5 separate regions of the Mus musculus genome follow, and regions 1, 3, 4 and 5 are each linked to region 2. A link is a contact called in public Hi-C and promoter capture Hi-C data. All regions are on one chromosome and are shown on one strand. Each heading gives the region's core, a stretch centred on a gene start, on an enhancer-like site or on the middle of the called end of the contact. The rest is flanking DNA. Distances are from core to core; before and after follow the strand shown.

The links. Promoter capture Hi-C pulls out the DNA fragments that hold promoters and counts their contacts. A called contact is a pair of places that touch in the nucleus more often than the background predicts. Capture Hi-C pulls out chosen DNA fragments and counts their contacts.
Region 1: a contact with region 2 is called in a Hi-C map of B cells, with 7 read pairs. The contact joins the promoter of Scap here to the promoter of Ccdc51 in region 2. A contact is called at or near these places in 1 of 484 Hi-C or Micro-C datasets (B cells) and 2 of 115 datasets of contacts at active chromatin or transcription factors (astrocytes and embryonic stem cells).
Region 3: a contact with region 2 is called in a promoter capture Hi-C map of pre-B cells, with 4 times the contacts expected there. The contact joins the promoter of Elp6 here to the promoter of Ccdc51 in region 2. A contact is called at or near these places in 7 of 39 promoter capture datasets (the C10 cell line, cranial neural crest, embryonic stem cells and 4 more), 1 of 484 Hi-C or Micro-C datasets (Th1 cells) and 2 of 115 datasets of contacts at active chromatin or transcription factors (embryonic stem cells and stem cell-derived neural progenitor cells).
Region 4: a promoter capture Hi-C map of adipose tissue shows a contact between it and region 2, with 3 times the contacts expected there. The contact joins the promoter of Cish here to the promoter of Ccdc51 in region 2. A contact is called at or near these places in 1 of 39 promoter capture datasets (erythroid cells) and 1 of 9 other capture datasets (adipose tissue).
Region 5: a contact with region 2 is called in a promoter capture Hi-C map of liver, with 4 times the contacts expected there. The contact joins the promoter of Zmynd10 here to the promoter of Ccdc51 in region 2. A contact is called at or near these places in 4 of 39 promoter capture datasets (erythroid cells, liver and pre-B cells), 1 of 484 Hi-C or Micro-C datasets (B cells) and 3 of 115 datasets of contacts at active chromatin or transcription factors (double positive thymocytes, pancreatic cancer cells and thymic regulatory T cells).

The regions. Positions count from the first base shown.
Region 1 is chr9:110,332,063-110,334,762 of GRCm38.p6, reverse strand. It overlaps Scap (SREBF chaperone), which reads right to left and starts at 1,407. Exons shown (of 23, transcript NM_001001144.3): 1 at 1,258-1,407.
Region 2 is chr9:109,081,127-109,083,883 of GRCm38.p6, reverse strand. It overlaps Ccdc51 (coiled-coil domain containing 51), which reads right to left and starts at 1,388. Exons shown (of 4, transcript NM_025689.4): 1 at 1,317-1,388. Tma7 (translational machinery associated 7) reads left to right here and starts at 1,503. Exons shown (of 4, transcript NM_183250.2): 1 at 1,503-1,557; 2 at 1,658-1,713; 3 at 1,795-1,882. The coding sequence starts at 1,542.
Region 3 is chr9:110,303,919-110,306,618 of GRCm38.p6, reverse strand. It overlaps Elp6 (elongator acetyltransferase complex subunit 6), which reads right to left and starts at 1,427. Exons shown (of 7, transcript NM_001081381.1): 1 at 1,270-1,427. The coding sequence starts at 1,323.
Region 4 is chr9:107,295,371-107,298,160 of GRCm38.p6, reverse strand. Cish (cytokine inducible SH2-containing protein) reads right to left here and starts at 1,502. Exons shown (of 3, transcript NM_009895.4): 1 at 1,127-1,502. The coding sequence starts at 1,146.
Region 5 is chr9:107,545,946-107,548,645 of GRCm38.p6, reverse strand. Zmynd10 (zinc finger, MYND domain containing 10) reads right to left here and starts at 1,342. Exons shown (of 12, transcript NM_053253.4): 1 at 1,098-1,342; 2 at 738-846. The coding sequence starts at 1,189. It overlaps Gm34106 (predicted gene, 34106), which reads left to right. Exons shown (of 2, transcript NR_168657.1): 2 at 647-1,078.

The DNA.
Region 1 (2,700 bases), core at 158-2,657, 1.3 Mb before region 2:
AGTTCTTGCTTTTCAACCTGACCAAAGAATGAGTGCCGAGCAGGAGCAGGAGCACACACATCTGCTATCCCACATATTCAGGAAACCGAGGCAGGAGGATGAAACTTTGTGGTCAGCCTGGGCAATGAAGCCCAACTCAAAATAAAAAGCCACAGGTGTTACTCAGTGGCAGACCAATGCCCTAGGCACACGTCCCCAAGTAACTTAATAATGAGTATAGGAATAATGTTTATACTTGTATTTCCTGTTGGTCGTTAAAAAAACAATACAAACAAAATATTTGCCAAGCAGAAACGCTGCAAATATATAAAAAGCCTTTAGATTTGAAATACATTAGCATATACTTCATAACATACAATCTTCACTTGAGCATCACACAGGTTACACCTAAAATGCATTCAGCACTAACTAGATACACTTGATCCTGACTCTAAGAAAAGCTTTAATGTTTAGCACACCTTGAGATGGCTGCACACTGCATAAGCAAACTCTACAAACGCACCCAAACGCATCATTAAAGACTGTTCCTATGTCGACTTCACAAGAATTACTACAAGATCATCATGAACTTATTTATTCATCGCTTCCGTCACCATAAGAGATAAATAAGCTAAACTAAGGAAGACTACCTCCAGGACCCCACTCCCACTCCCACCCCTCACCCGCCGCCACCTGTGGCTCACTGCCCTCCTCTTCATCGCCACCATCTGCACAACTTTCTGAGATGCAGTGTGGACCCGGGACTCGCTGCAGCTAGCGCTATCCCATTATAACCCTGATGCAACAAAACCACCTGGAAGTAAACATAAGCAACATAAGCGAGCAAAGTTTAGGTTTAAGCAACACATAAAACCAGAAACCGAGCACTCCCAGCAGAGAATCTACATGTTGCCTGGCTATCGGATCTTCGGAAAGAGGCAGGACTGAGTCACAGGGTCTAGCCCTCACCCAGACAACCCCAGACAACCCCAAAGCAGGATCCAGCGGCGAGCCTACCTGCCTGAGCTCACTCAGCCTGAACCCATCGCGACCCAGGCAGCTCGGCCCGGGCGGGGGCGCGGTCGGGAAGGGGGACGCGAGACCGTCCGGCCCCCAGCTCCAGACTGCGGTCTCCGGAGCCGCGCCTCGGGCTGCTGGACAGCGCCCACGCCCGCGCGCCCCTGCCCGGGCTCGCCCGCATCCCGGAACTCCCGGGCACGAGCGGCGCGAGGCCGGCGCCGGGGCCCAGCCGCACCGTGCAGACGCGCGCTGAGGTACCTGTGGCAGCGAGGCAGCTCCCGGGCGGCGGCGACCGAGCGGCGGAGAACGGCCTGCGCGCTCCTGGCCCGCGGTCCGGTGTTTGGAGCCCGCCCTCTCCCTCCCGGCCGCCCGGCGCCCGCGCAGCTCCCCGCCCCTTCACCTCTCAACTCCTACCTTTCCCCTCCCGCTCCGCCGCCCTCCACACGTGCTCCCGGCGGCGTGCGCATGCGTAGTCTGGCACTGCCAACGGCTCGGGTTCGCCCCCTGGTGGTCCCCTGCCACACAACTGCGAGAGGAAGTACTGGAGTTGCCTGTGGCCTGGAAAAAGGTGGCTAGTAGCACTTCAGAGTTTTGACAGCATCACTGTCCTGGGAAGTGATTGAGAACATGCACAAGAGCTCGTGTTCCATGCTTTATAGTGCCAAAGGATTAGAAGCGGGGCTGGGTGTATGGCTCAGTGGTAGAGAGCTTGCCTGAGACGCTAGGGGCCCTGGGTTTGATCCACAGCAGCATCAAAAAGAAAAACAAACCAGGGAATTAGAAGCAACTGAGCTAAATAGCAAGTGTATTCAGTTGATGAACTAGGTATAGGAGCCTCCAACACCAAGGATGTTAAATGAGCACTTATAATGAAAGCTAGTTCAAAACCAAGCTGGTGTTAGGATTCCATTTTTGTTAAAAATACAATGCATAGGGTAAAGTGGAAGATATATACTCAGTGTTTATTCCCACGTAGAGGAACTATGGGTGTCTGAGTCTCTTCCACCTTCTGAACTGCCACCAGTCGACTTGCACATGTAACGGATTATGCTGAGTGACTGCTCTGGTAAATGCTGAGTTAAGCATATGGTGTGTGTTCTCTCATTTGGCCTTGGGGAAAGTGAGGTTCCAGACACTCAGCAACAGCACCAACCCTGGTTGCTATGTTTCCATTTGTCCTCAGGCCTGCCTGTGGAGAGATCTCAACCACACTACCAATGTCTTGACTCTCTGAGTGTCACAGGTCAGAGTGGCCACCTGCCCCCATCTTGCTACCTTAAACATACTTCTTTCGTGTCACTCTTGCTCACCCCCAAGGCATACTAAGGTAGAACAGACCCTGTACCTGCCCTCAAGGGCACCAGTGGTGGGGGAAGAGAAAATATAAGTATAGTCACCGTGCAAAACAAATCAGAGGTGGCCACTTCAGCCTTTGGAATAGGGTTATTCTATAAAGCAGGTTTCTGGTAGAGATGTAACTCAGTTGATATACTGCTTGCCCAGCCTTGAATATGAGCCTTAACCCCCAGCAAACTGGCAGTGGTGGTGAAAGACTCCCCAGAGGAGCCTCTCGCTCAGGCCTCAGGATAATAGCAGACACCCAAGAACTCACGATAGACCAAGCTTGATGCAAACCACATGAGGCTTTATTCGGGGAAAGCCAGAGCTCTGGGGATGACTCATATCCCACGCAGGGTTAGA
Region 2 (2,757 bases), core at 139-2,638:
TACCCGATGGCTCTGGCCTCTGGGGTCTTTCTTTCACTCTCTCATATACACATACATTCACACACTCATAACTAGATTTTTCCCTCAAAAACTGGGCATATAGTTCAATTATACAGCACTTACCTAACATGAGTGAGGCCCTAGGTTCAAGCCTTTATTGCACACATTCATTCAAGCAAGCAAACACACACACACACACACACACACACACACACACACCCCTCCGTCACTTCTTCAGCTGAAGCATCTCTTCAGGATTTTATATTATCTAACTGTATCACTGCTTGAAACGTAATAGTAATCCATCTTTCCTGCTACTGTGGTTAATGGGAACTCAGGTACAAATGCTAGGCTGACAAACTCACATCACCCTAATTAATCCCTCTTGTTTTCTCTCCTAACTCAAATCCAATCTATTAGCAAAATCCTGCTGACTTTCTAAGCCTAGGAGTCTCCCCAACCCCCATCTCTGTCAGGTATACAAAGTGGTCTCGCTGGCTAGCATGCCATGGCTGGACTACCCCTCACTCATCTCCATTCCATCTCAACAGCCTTCAACAGTCCCGCAGTTTCTTCAGGGCAAAAGTCAACGCCTTCTCCACAGCTTCAGGGGATCTGACTCTCATTGTCTCTCCATTTTCGACTGCTTTCTCACTCCTTCCAATCATATGAAGGACTGGAACACACAAGGCCGTCTTCCACTCAGGGCCTTGGCACTGCCTAGCTCTTCCCTGTTCACAGTTGTCTCCCTGGCCTTCCTAAAGTCCTGCTCAGAGAGCCCCTGGAGAAGTCTTTTTTAACTACCCTAGCAAAAATGACATCCCACCAAGGGAGCATTCCTTAACCACTTTCTCTGCTTTTTTTTTTTTTCCTCCCCACACAGGTCACATAAGGTGTGATGCGTATTTTACTTATTTGCTCTGCGGTAGGTTTGTCTTGCTACAATGTCAGCGTTCCTCAAGCCTCAGTCCAGAATACAATGTATCTATACAAAGTACATACTCAAAAAAACGAACTAGAAGAAAGAATTTGCAAACACTTGCACTCATTGTTTCAATAAGTCCGAACTTTTTCCCGCGGCTTCTGAAGCTGAGGACTGGGTGATAATTGGCCACTACCCACTTCTGCCATCTCCTATCCCATCTCGTGCCCGCCACTTGAGCTTTCCTCGGTTCCGGAAAGGCACTTGCATGTACCCTCCCCTCCACCTGCAATGCTTTCTTTCTGTGCCGGATTACAAGCTTTATAGGCAGACACCATCCCCCACTCCCACGGTTTCGGATAAACCCAGGCAGAAGGAGCCTTCCGCCCCGTACCTGAATTGCCTAAGCCTATTAGGCTCCAGCAGAAAGCCCCGCGTCTGCCACTCAATTGACCCCTGACCGGTCAGCACCCGCCCCTGAAGGCATCCTTTAAAATACGTGAGGGTGACTTCCTGCCTAGCAGCCAATCAGGGGCCACGCATAGGTGCGGCATAAGCGAAGGCTGTAAGTCCTGTTTCCGGCATACGATCAGGGGCTGGTGAAGGGGCTGGAGGCGCCATGTCGGGCCGGGAAGGTAAGGCTATTTGGAGATCGGGGGTGGGACGGATGGATGGGGAACCATGGGAGGGCGATCGATGGCGGGGATGGGCCGAGCATGCTCGTGTCGCCCACAGGTGGCAAAAAGAAGCCCCTGAAACAGCCCAAGAAGCAGGCCAAGGAGATGGACGAGGTGAGGACGGGAGCGGAGGCCGGGCGGGCGCTGAGGGTATGGGCGACTGGACTGGAGTGAACCTGCTTTGCCTCTCTGCAGGAAGATAAGGCTTTCAAGCAGAAACAAAAGGAGGAACAGAAGAAACTCGAAGAGCTAAAAGCCAAGGCCGCCGGGAAGGGCCCCCTGGGTAAGTGAAGATCGAGCTATTGTAGGTATACTAGGGCAGGACAGGTCTGTTCCGGGGGTCGTTGGTGAACTACTGGGTCTGGTGTACACTCTGGCCAAGCCCCCTGCCTTGGGTTTGTGCAGTTCGAAGAGGGCGGGAGTGGAAACGTTGCCTCTCAAGACAGTCATGGGCTTCCAGTTCATGGAGAAGCTACAGAAGTGGAAACACCAACATGTACGCCGCACAGACACATATAGCTAAGTTTCTGAGTATCCTCCTGTTTCTGGTTACAAACTAGCAATTCACTTTATAGGTTGTTAACCTTAGAACATAGGACTTTTTTTACTTGCTGGTCGTGTTATCAGTAATGATACTGAGTCGTGCTATCTAGACTAGAGGATAAAAGTCCAGGCTCCTTAGCATGTATTTCGCTCTGGGTACTATTTTGTTTTGTGGCTATGCTGGGGAGCACACTCATTTGTGCAAAGCAAACCCTCCCTCTTGAGCTGTAGCCTACGCTCCATGCTCTCTCTGTGCCTTGCCCACGATTTTTTCTCTTGAGAGTGAATCACAGGTCCAGGAGTCCTAATATCTCATTAAGAAAAGTTTTAATTTTTGTATTTAAGCATATAGGTGTTTTTTATGCATGCATATCTGTGTACCATGTGTGTGCAGTGCCCTGGAAGACCAGACAAAGGTCTCCTGGGACTGTAGTTACAGACAGTTGTGAACTGGGAATTGAACCCAGATCCCCTGGAAGAGCAGCCAGTACTCTTAAATGCTGAGCCATCTCTCTAACCTTTGTTGTTGTTTTTTAAATTGATAGACAAGTTCTCTACCATTTGGGCAGTGGTGGCTCACATCTTTAATCCCAGCACTTGGGAGGCAGAGGCAGG
Region 3 (2,700 bases), core at 178-2,677, 1.2 Mb before region 2:
GTGCTGGGATGACAGGTGTCCTCTTGCCTACCTGGCTTTGACGTGGGTTCTTGGAACCCAAATTCCACTTCTATACTTGGTGCCAAGCCCTATATCCACTGTTCTATCCCCTGGCCCAATTCTTGACAAGGCCTCTGATGACAAAGATCTCCCAGTGACTGTGGTTCAGACGGGACTCTTATCACAGCAATCGCTGGAAAGCCCTATGAAGATGGTCTCTGCATTGCCTAACTACCTGCTGTAGTTCTGTAAGTAACAGACAACATTGGGACCAAGGGCTGTCACACACCACCTCAATGCTGTACCAACCTAGGGAAAACCTGTCCAATGCCTCTGGGTTTCAGCTGTGTCCCTCTCCTCCCTCCCCCCAATATAAAATGCCAAATCACACTGCCTGGCCTTGAAACACATTTCCCACCCAAAGTGGTCACTTCCTGCTGTCACTCTGGACCTGGGAAATGCCCTAGCAACTAGAAAAGTAGTCAGAACTGGAGGTCTGAACAGTCAAGAACTGTTAGGCAAATAAAACCCAGAAGGATCGCAGGGCAGTGGTGGCACACGCCTTTGATCCCAGCACTTGGGAGGCAGAGACAGGCAGATTTCTTGAGTTCAAGGCCTAGCCTGGTCTACAGAGTGAGTTCCAGGACAGCCAGAGCTACACAGAGAAACCCTGTCTCAAAAAACAAAAAAAACAAATAAGCAACCAAACAACCAAAATCCACAAGATCTATTTAAAGCTTTCCATATGTGGTGTGTTTGCTGCAAATTACAGAATAAAACAGATATACTCCTGGGAGAGGTAACCCCTAAGTGAAAATGTGAAAGACATTTCGAGGTTCCATGGAGAGTGAGGAGGTTGGGAAAAACAGAGGGGATGGAATATGCTGAGGCCTTTTTGCAACCAGATATCATCAGAACTAGGAAGAGTGCAAGCAGTGTTCCGTGCAACCTGTAAAATGTTCCATGGTGGAAGGAGATTCAGGACAGATAAAAGGATCTCCTCTAGGGCCTGCTCTGCAACCATCTTTGGGCGCCAGTGTGGCACGGAGCACATGGTCCTGGGGCTGGAAGCGAACACGCAAGATAGTCCAGAAACCCATCTTCCAAAGGCCCAGGAATGCGACTGCAGCCTCGGCGAGCCCTCTCCAGACTACAACTCCCAGATGCCCTCGGTTTACGGCAGACGCGCCTACTCCACCGCGCAGCGTCCCGGATGCAATCCTGCACGCTCCCGGGACCTGCCCTCTTCCGGTCCGCACGACATCTTACCTGCTCGGTCTTGTCTGGGGTGGTGCTGAGAAGGTTGTTGAGTTCCGGAAACATCGTGAACTGGGATAAAAATTATGGTTCTACAGAAAGAATGAAGGTCCAAGAACAGCACCCACAAGACCGTGCTCGCGAGCGCGAGAAAGCGCGCATGCGTGATCTCGCTGCCGGACTCGAGTCAGCCAATCAGGCTTGGGGTTGTGATGCTGCTGCTGCTGCTGCGCAAGCGCGTGAGCACGTATGCTCGTAAAGCTGAGCCTTAGAGCGATCTCTCATTCGGGCAATGGACCATTGTGCTGCTCTCAGTAGGTGCGGGTCCACACAGTGCTGGTGCTCCCTCACGATTTAGCACGAGCAGGCGAGCTTTCTCTTTCCGTTGCTCCCCCTCCCTCCGCACCTCCGGGTCTTAGTTGCTCCACGTCTTCCTAGTGTATTGCTCACAAACTTGGGCTAGATACATGGAACACATAGAGAAATGTTTGCAGGATCTTCGCAAAAAGAGAGAACAAACCTTACTAGCACAGAATTACATCCTGAAGAGCTTTTTGTATAAAGCAGAAGCCAGGAGGCCAAAGAGATGGCTCAGGGAATAAACGCTCTTCTTCCTCCCTCTGAAGACCACCCACATTGGGTTGCTCTACTTGTAACTCCAGCTCCAGGGGACCCGACGCCCTCTTCTGGGCTCTGCAGCACATGCACACACAATATACACAAAAAAATTTAAGGGGACTCAGAAGATTTTAGAGGACCCTAATTTGATTCTCATTATCCACTTGGCAACTTATAACCCTCTGTAACTACAGTCCCAGGGAATCTGATAGCCTCTTCTGGCCTCCAAGGGTACCAAGCATAGAAGTGGTGCACCTATACATACCATCAAAACGTATGCATAGTTTTATTTTAAATAAGCAAGGCCCTCCTCGGCCTTCTGCTAAAACAATAAAAGAACAAAAAAGAAAAGTCAGAGGGATACAGGTCAGTTGAAGAGTTCTTTCCTAGCATCAAAAACAACATAAAAAGCATGCTGCCAACATCTGTGATCTCAGCTGTCAGGAGGCTTAGGCAGGAGGGTTGCCAGCAAGTCTGAGCTTTGTGAAACTACCTCTAAAAAATAAAAATAATGGAACTGGGCGTTATGGGGCACACCTTTAATCCTAGTGTTCAGGAGGCAGAGGCAGGCAGATCTCTGGCAGTATGAGGCCATCCTGGTCTACAAAGTGAATCCAGGCTAGCCAGGCGAACACAGAAACCCCATCTCGAAAAAACAAGCAAGCAAACAAACAAAAAAGAGGAGGAGGAGGAAGAAGAGGAAGAAAGAAATATAAGCTAGTGGTGGTGGCACATACCTTTAATTTCAGCACTTAAGAAACAGAAGCAGGGCTGGTGAGATGGCTCAGTGGGTAAGAGCACCCGACTGCTCTTCTGAAGGTCCAG
Region 4 (2,790 bases), core at 253-2,752, 1.8 Mb after region 2:
GGCTGGGATACATGGGCTTGTTAAACAACTTGTTTCCCCAATACCCCAACACTGCTCCTGAGGTTCCCATGGGCCTTCAATTAAGGCAAAGTCAAAGAGGCTCTGGGGACCCAGAATGGAGAAGTGGGGGCACCCAAGAAAGGAAGGCAGGGTGCAGGGAACTGCCGAAGAGTCCGAAAATTCAGAGAATAAAAGAACATGGTAGGAACTACTAGGGAATACAGTCTTCTCAACAGCTCCATGAATGTCCTCTTCCTGGGACTCAGAGCTGCTTAGAGCAAGGGCATTTCAGCCTGGCCCCACCTTCCACCCTTCCTCACTTGGTACCATTCCCATGTCAGTTATAACAATTACTACTGGATCACAGATCTCCCTGGATTTGTCACACACACACACACACACACACACACACACACACACACACACACACACACCTCTCTTCTTGGGTTTTCCTGAATTCCTGACCGATCAGTGTTTGAAGGGGACGCTGAAAGCTAGGGTAAACAGGTGTTCCGAGTACACTCTACCGAAGCCAAGACTTTGTTTTATTAAAGCCCCACTTTCACCATGGTCCCATATTCCATGTCAACGGGAAACCTTGGAGAAGGCAGGCTGAAGTCTTTATCACACTGAGACATCAATCTGAGCTAAGAGACGGAGTGGGGTGCTCCTAAGGGGTGTTGTTTATTAGGCGCCGGCCTGGGAAGAGTCAAAGACCTCAGGCTGGCTTCCTAAGAACCTAATCGCTGACCTGGGACGGAGGAATGAACTTCTGAACACAGAGGGATCTAAGGGCTGGCTCAAGGTCACCGACAGGTACGGAGCCAGAAGGCTAGGTAAACTATGAGCTCAAATTGAGTCTAGACTTGTGAGCCCCGTCCTGGAGAACCTCTTACAGTTGGCGCTAGTGAAATCTCAGGAATGGGGGCTCCTCCCACCGTTCGCGGGCTCCGTTTCCCTATCCATACGAAGTGTGTGTGGGTATCCTAGGCACACCACTCGAAGTCCTTTAGCCCTCCATCACCTCCAGTCGGTCAAGCCCTCCCAAATCCCGCAGCTAACTCGAGGCCTGTGATCTTCCATATCTCCCGCATGGAGCCTAGGTAGGGAAAAAAACTGAGCTTACCCCTGTACGCAAAGGACCATGTCCCAGAGACAACGGCGGCTCGAGAGTCGGAGTTCGGCGGGATGGAAGGAGAAAGGAGCCAATGGGTGCCAGGGGTGCGAAGGTCAGGGTCCCGGGGCACACGGGCGGCGAGCAGGGACTGAAAGGCTGTGGTGCGAACAGCTTGGAAGGACGAGGGGGGACGGGCTGGGCCGGTGGGGCGGGGCCAGGCGCCTCCTAATCTTTTGTCCGCTGCGTCCCAGCCCTTCCCGGAAGCCTCATCTTCCTAGAACCGCGGGCTTTGCGGCGGCCCGGAGGGGAACGGGGGTGCAGGCGTCTAGTGCTTTGGACCGAGAAAGGAAACACCTTTGACAGATTTCCAAGAACTTTCCAGGAAAACTGGGCGGGAGCTCCTAGAGTTGACCAATCGTATCGCTGGACGTGAGACGAGCATCTAGACCGACCTATTGAAGTGCAGGGACCCTGAACTGACGTGCCCGAGTGGGGCGGGACCTAGAGACTAGTAGGCAAAAGACTGGGTTGGGGACAAGTTAAGAAGGAATGTGGATGCAACTGGAGACCAGATTGTCTTCCCTCTACTTCTTTGGGGATGGGTGCGCTTATCCCCCCCCCCCTAGAACTACAGCGCGGGGGCAGGGTCGGGCCGGTCCTCTTAGCCAGCCGCTTCTAGTTTATCGGACGTTGTCTCTGGCGGCCGTGGTCTCGCTTATTGCAGGACACTGTGTGAGAAGGTGGGTGGTGTGCTGTGAGATCTGGAGAAAGACTTAGGGAGAGGCCTGGAGCCCTGAAGAGGACGGAAGAACTAAGGAGGTCCACTGTGGCCACTACAGCTAAAAGAGTTCAGGTTACATCTAATCTTTTGTAATCAAATGATCTCATCCCTTCTTTGCCTAATCTCTGAGTGGACCGACAGTTGGGGAAATTACCCTCTTGAGTCAGTAAACAGAGATAGTCAGCTCCCAGACAGCCCTGTCGATGGCTTGTTTGTTTTTGTTTTAAAATTGAATTCAGACTACCTTGGAGCTCAGTTTGTAGACCAGGCTGGCCCCAAACTTCTGAGTACAGGTTTACAATGTGAACTTATAGGCTAAGTCACCATATCTGGTTTACCAAGGAGCTGTAGGGTCTATGTGATCTCCCTCCACATCCACGGTTCAGGATATGGGGAGATAAGATCTGGAGAACCAGTACACCCACTCCTTCCACACACGTCACACCACCCACGTTCCTCAGAAAGGGTAGCTATAAGATTCTTGGCAGCGATGACAGGCTTCTGGCAGTGTCTAGAATCTGAGTATAGTGACTGGGCTTTCCCCAGCCCAGGCTAGGCTCTGGGTGCCCCACCCAAGATAGAGAGCTAAAGATAAAACCCTGTGAAAAGGAAGGAGTTCTTAGGGAAGATAAGAGATTACTCCAAGGGACTCAGTTCCCCGTAGGTGCCCTGGAGGGGAAGTTAAGTGTAACCCAAGCAGGGCTCCCAGAATACAGCAAGAAGCCAGTTTCTTGGAATATGGGTAGGATGGAGTAGGAGTACTCTGAGAACATGGGATCCCTGTATGTATGCATACTAACTCTTCAGTAGAAACTGTCTGTTGCCGCTTTGCTATGAAGATACGGGGGATTTCACAGGTGTCATGCAACAGAGCTGTGGTTTTCTTTTTATT
Region 5 (2,700 bases), core at 93-2,592, 1.5 Mb after region 2:
GGGTGAAATGGCCCTGCCTTGGTCCCTCAGCTTTCCTGTCCCAGCTTTAGCCTGTCTTAAGTCTCCAACTCTCTTGGGTTTCCTCTGAATGGCCTTTACTGCCATTGCCCTCTTGCACCTTACCCCACCCTCCGTCCAGGGATACCCCACTTTAGGGCAGCTCTGCTCTTCCTGTCCTTATTCTGGTCTTTGTCACCTGGCCTTACTCTTACTTCAGCCCTTTACTGAGCCCTGTTCCTAGACCAATCCCTGCTACCCAGCTCTGCCTTTCTCTTGCAGGAGAACTAGGGCCGCCCTTGGCCCAGCCTCCAGCCAGGCATCTTTCCCGGCTTCTACTTTCTCCTAGTGTGCTACCTTCCCCATTTGGAAAGCCTCACTTCCTCCTTAGAGAGGATCTCTTTGGCCTTACAGTCAATTCAGGCTCATGTCAGCACTTGAGCACTCCCCCTGGAGCCTAGGATCCATGGCTCCATCCACTCTCGCATCCACTGAGGGTACAATAGGAAATGTAGCCAGCCAGGTACAGCGAGGCATGCCTGCAGCCCCGGCACTTGGGAGGCAGACACAGTTAGGCTAATGGCCATCTGGGCTACAGATCAACACCTTATCTCAAAATAAAACAAACATATTTTTCTTTCCCACTTAGGTGTACCAGGCCTGAAGGAAGAACAGGTGCTGCCTAGTGTCCCCAAGAGGTACAATAGAAGGCAGGAATCCTGCCTGGGACCTGGACGTACCTTCCCATGGTTGATTAGCAGTTCCTGGATGGGCTCAGCCTGGCTGATAGTTGCATCAAGGATGGCTTGCATGTTCAGCTTCTCCAGGCTCTCATGCTGCTTATTCCACCTGCCCCCGAAGGGATGTATGTACATTGGGTGACCAGATGTGCAACGGGAGTGAGGGTGGGGTTGGATCCTACTGAAGACTACCATGATCCTGTCCTGGGGCCAGAGGGGCACGGGGGCCATACGCTTCTATCTCAGAGAGCTTTGCCTACCCACCTGGAGGCCCCTCCACACTGGCAACCCCTTCTCCAATGTCAGTTCCAAGCTCCTCCACTAAAAGACCAGTGACTCCACCTGTGGCGGCTGCCTCACCCTTCAGAGCCCATCTCCCGAAGCTGGAAGCTGCGCAGGCCCCGCACCAGCACCTCAGCCTCCCCAGGCAGCAGCAGTTCCAGGTCACCCATGCCAGGGGCTAAGATTCCTTTGGTTTTGGGAAGCAACCCGAATAGGGAAAACTGAAACACTTAGGACTACAGAGTCCAGCGGTAGGACCAAAGTCTTGGGACAGGGCAGTTGCCAAGCCGTTGAAGCGCTTGAGTCGTCGTCGCCATGGAAACGAGGGAGCTTGGCGCCTGCGTAGTTTTGTCTCGATACCGCTCTTGCCACGCCTACCTCACCGCCAATAAGCAGCCCCAGATGCCAGACCCACTCGCCACACCTCCCCAGGGCTTGCACAGCTGTGAGTGTGCAACTCCTGCAGCTGCACTGTCTTAGCCCCTCAATAGGGTAGCTACCGCGGTCTCAGCAGCTGAGTCTTTCAGTTTTTCGTTTTTATGACATAGGCTGGCGTGGAACTTCCTATTTATACCGAGCTGGCCTTCAAATCAAAGGGTTCCACTGGCCTCTGTGTGCTCTGTCTTTCTAGTGCTGAAATTAAGGCATGCGTTACCAGGCTCAGGCCCGCAGCCAGGAGTCCTAATGATGTGCACCTAACATACCTCCCTCCAGAATGGCGCTGGCTCCCAAAATACCAGACCACAGCGGCTTACCAGGAAGAACCTTCCTCCCGCCCTCTCTCCTACCCACGTGCTTCATTTTTTTTGTCCCATTCTCTTTTATTTTAAAAACGTTTGTGTGTGAGCCATCTCCCCAGAACCCCATCCTCTCTTTGAGATGGATTCTCATTATATAGCCAAGACCGACACGGAGCTCGCTATAGAGCCAGGGCTGGTTTAAGCTTTCCTTCTTCTTGGTCGGCTTCCCCAGTGTTGTGGATTGAGGCGTGCACCACCGTGCTTGTTTTCCACGTCCCAACCTCATGAGCTTTCCCTGAGTTCCTCCTACAGGCTTTCTGAGACAGGGTTTGACTATGTCAGCCAGGCTGGCTTTAACTCTGTATAGTCCAAGCTGTCTTTGAACTAATTCACTTGTGTCAGCCTCCTTAGTGTTAGCATCACAAGCATGCGCCACCATGTTTGGGCCCTTGCCTTATTTCTTCTGGAATAGTCTTACTCCTTCAAGGCTCAGTCACTCAGATCCTCCTTGGCCATCTAATACAGAGCAATTTTTGCTCCTGTCCCAATATATTATATCCATCTTACCTGATTCTAGTTCTTTCGGTTTATAGGCCAGAGCAGTGCTCATAGCTGAGAACTTGCCTGTCTAGCATGCACAGAGCCTTGGCTTCAGTCCCCAGGACTGCATACGTGGGGTGTGGGAACATAAATCTATAATCCTAATTAACTAACTCAGGAGACCAAGGCAGGAGAATCAGAAGTTCAAATCAGGAAGTTCCAGGCCACTCTGTGCTTTATAACAGCCCGTCTTAGCTCCACCTCGTACTGACCGCCAAAAAATAAAAATAAAAAAACAAACAAACAAAAAGTTAAAAATCTAAGTGTGGCCAGGCATTCCAGCGCCCACCTTTAATCCCAGCACTCAGAGGCAGAGGTAGTCAGCTCCCTGACTGAGTAGG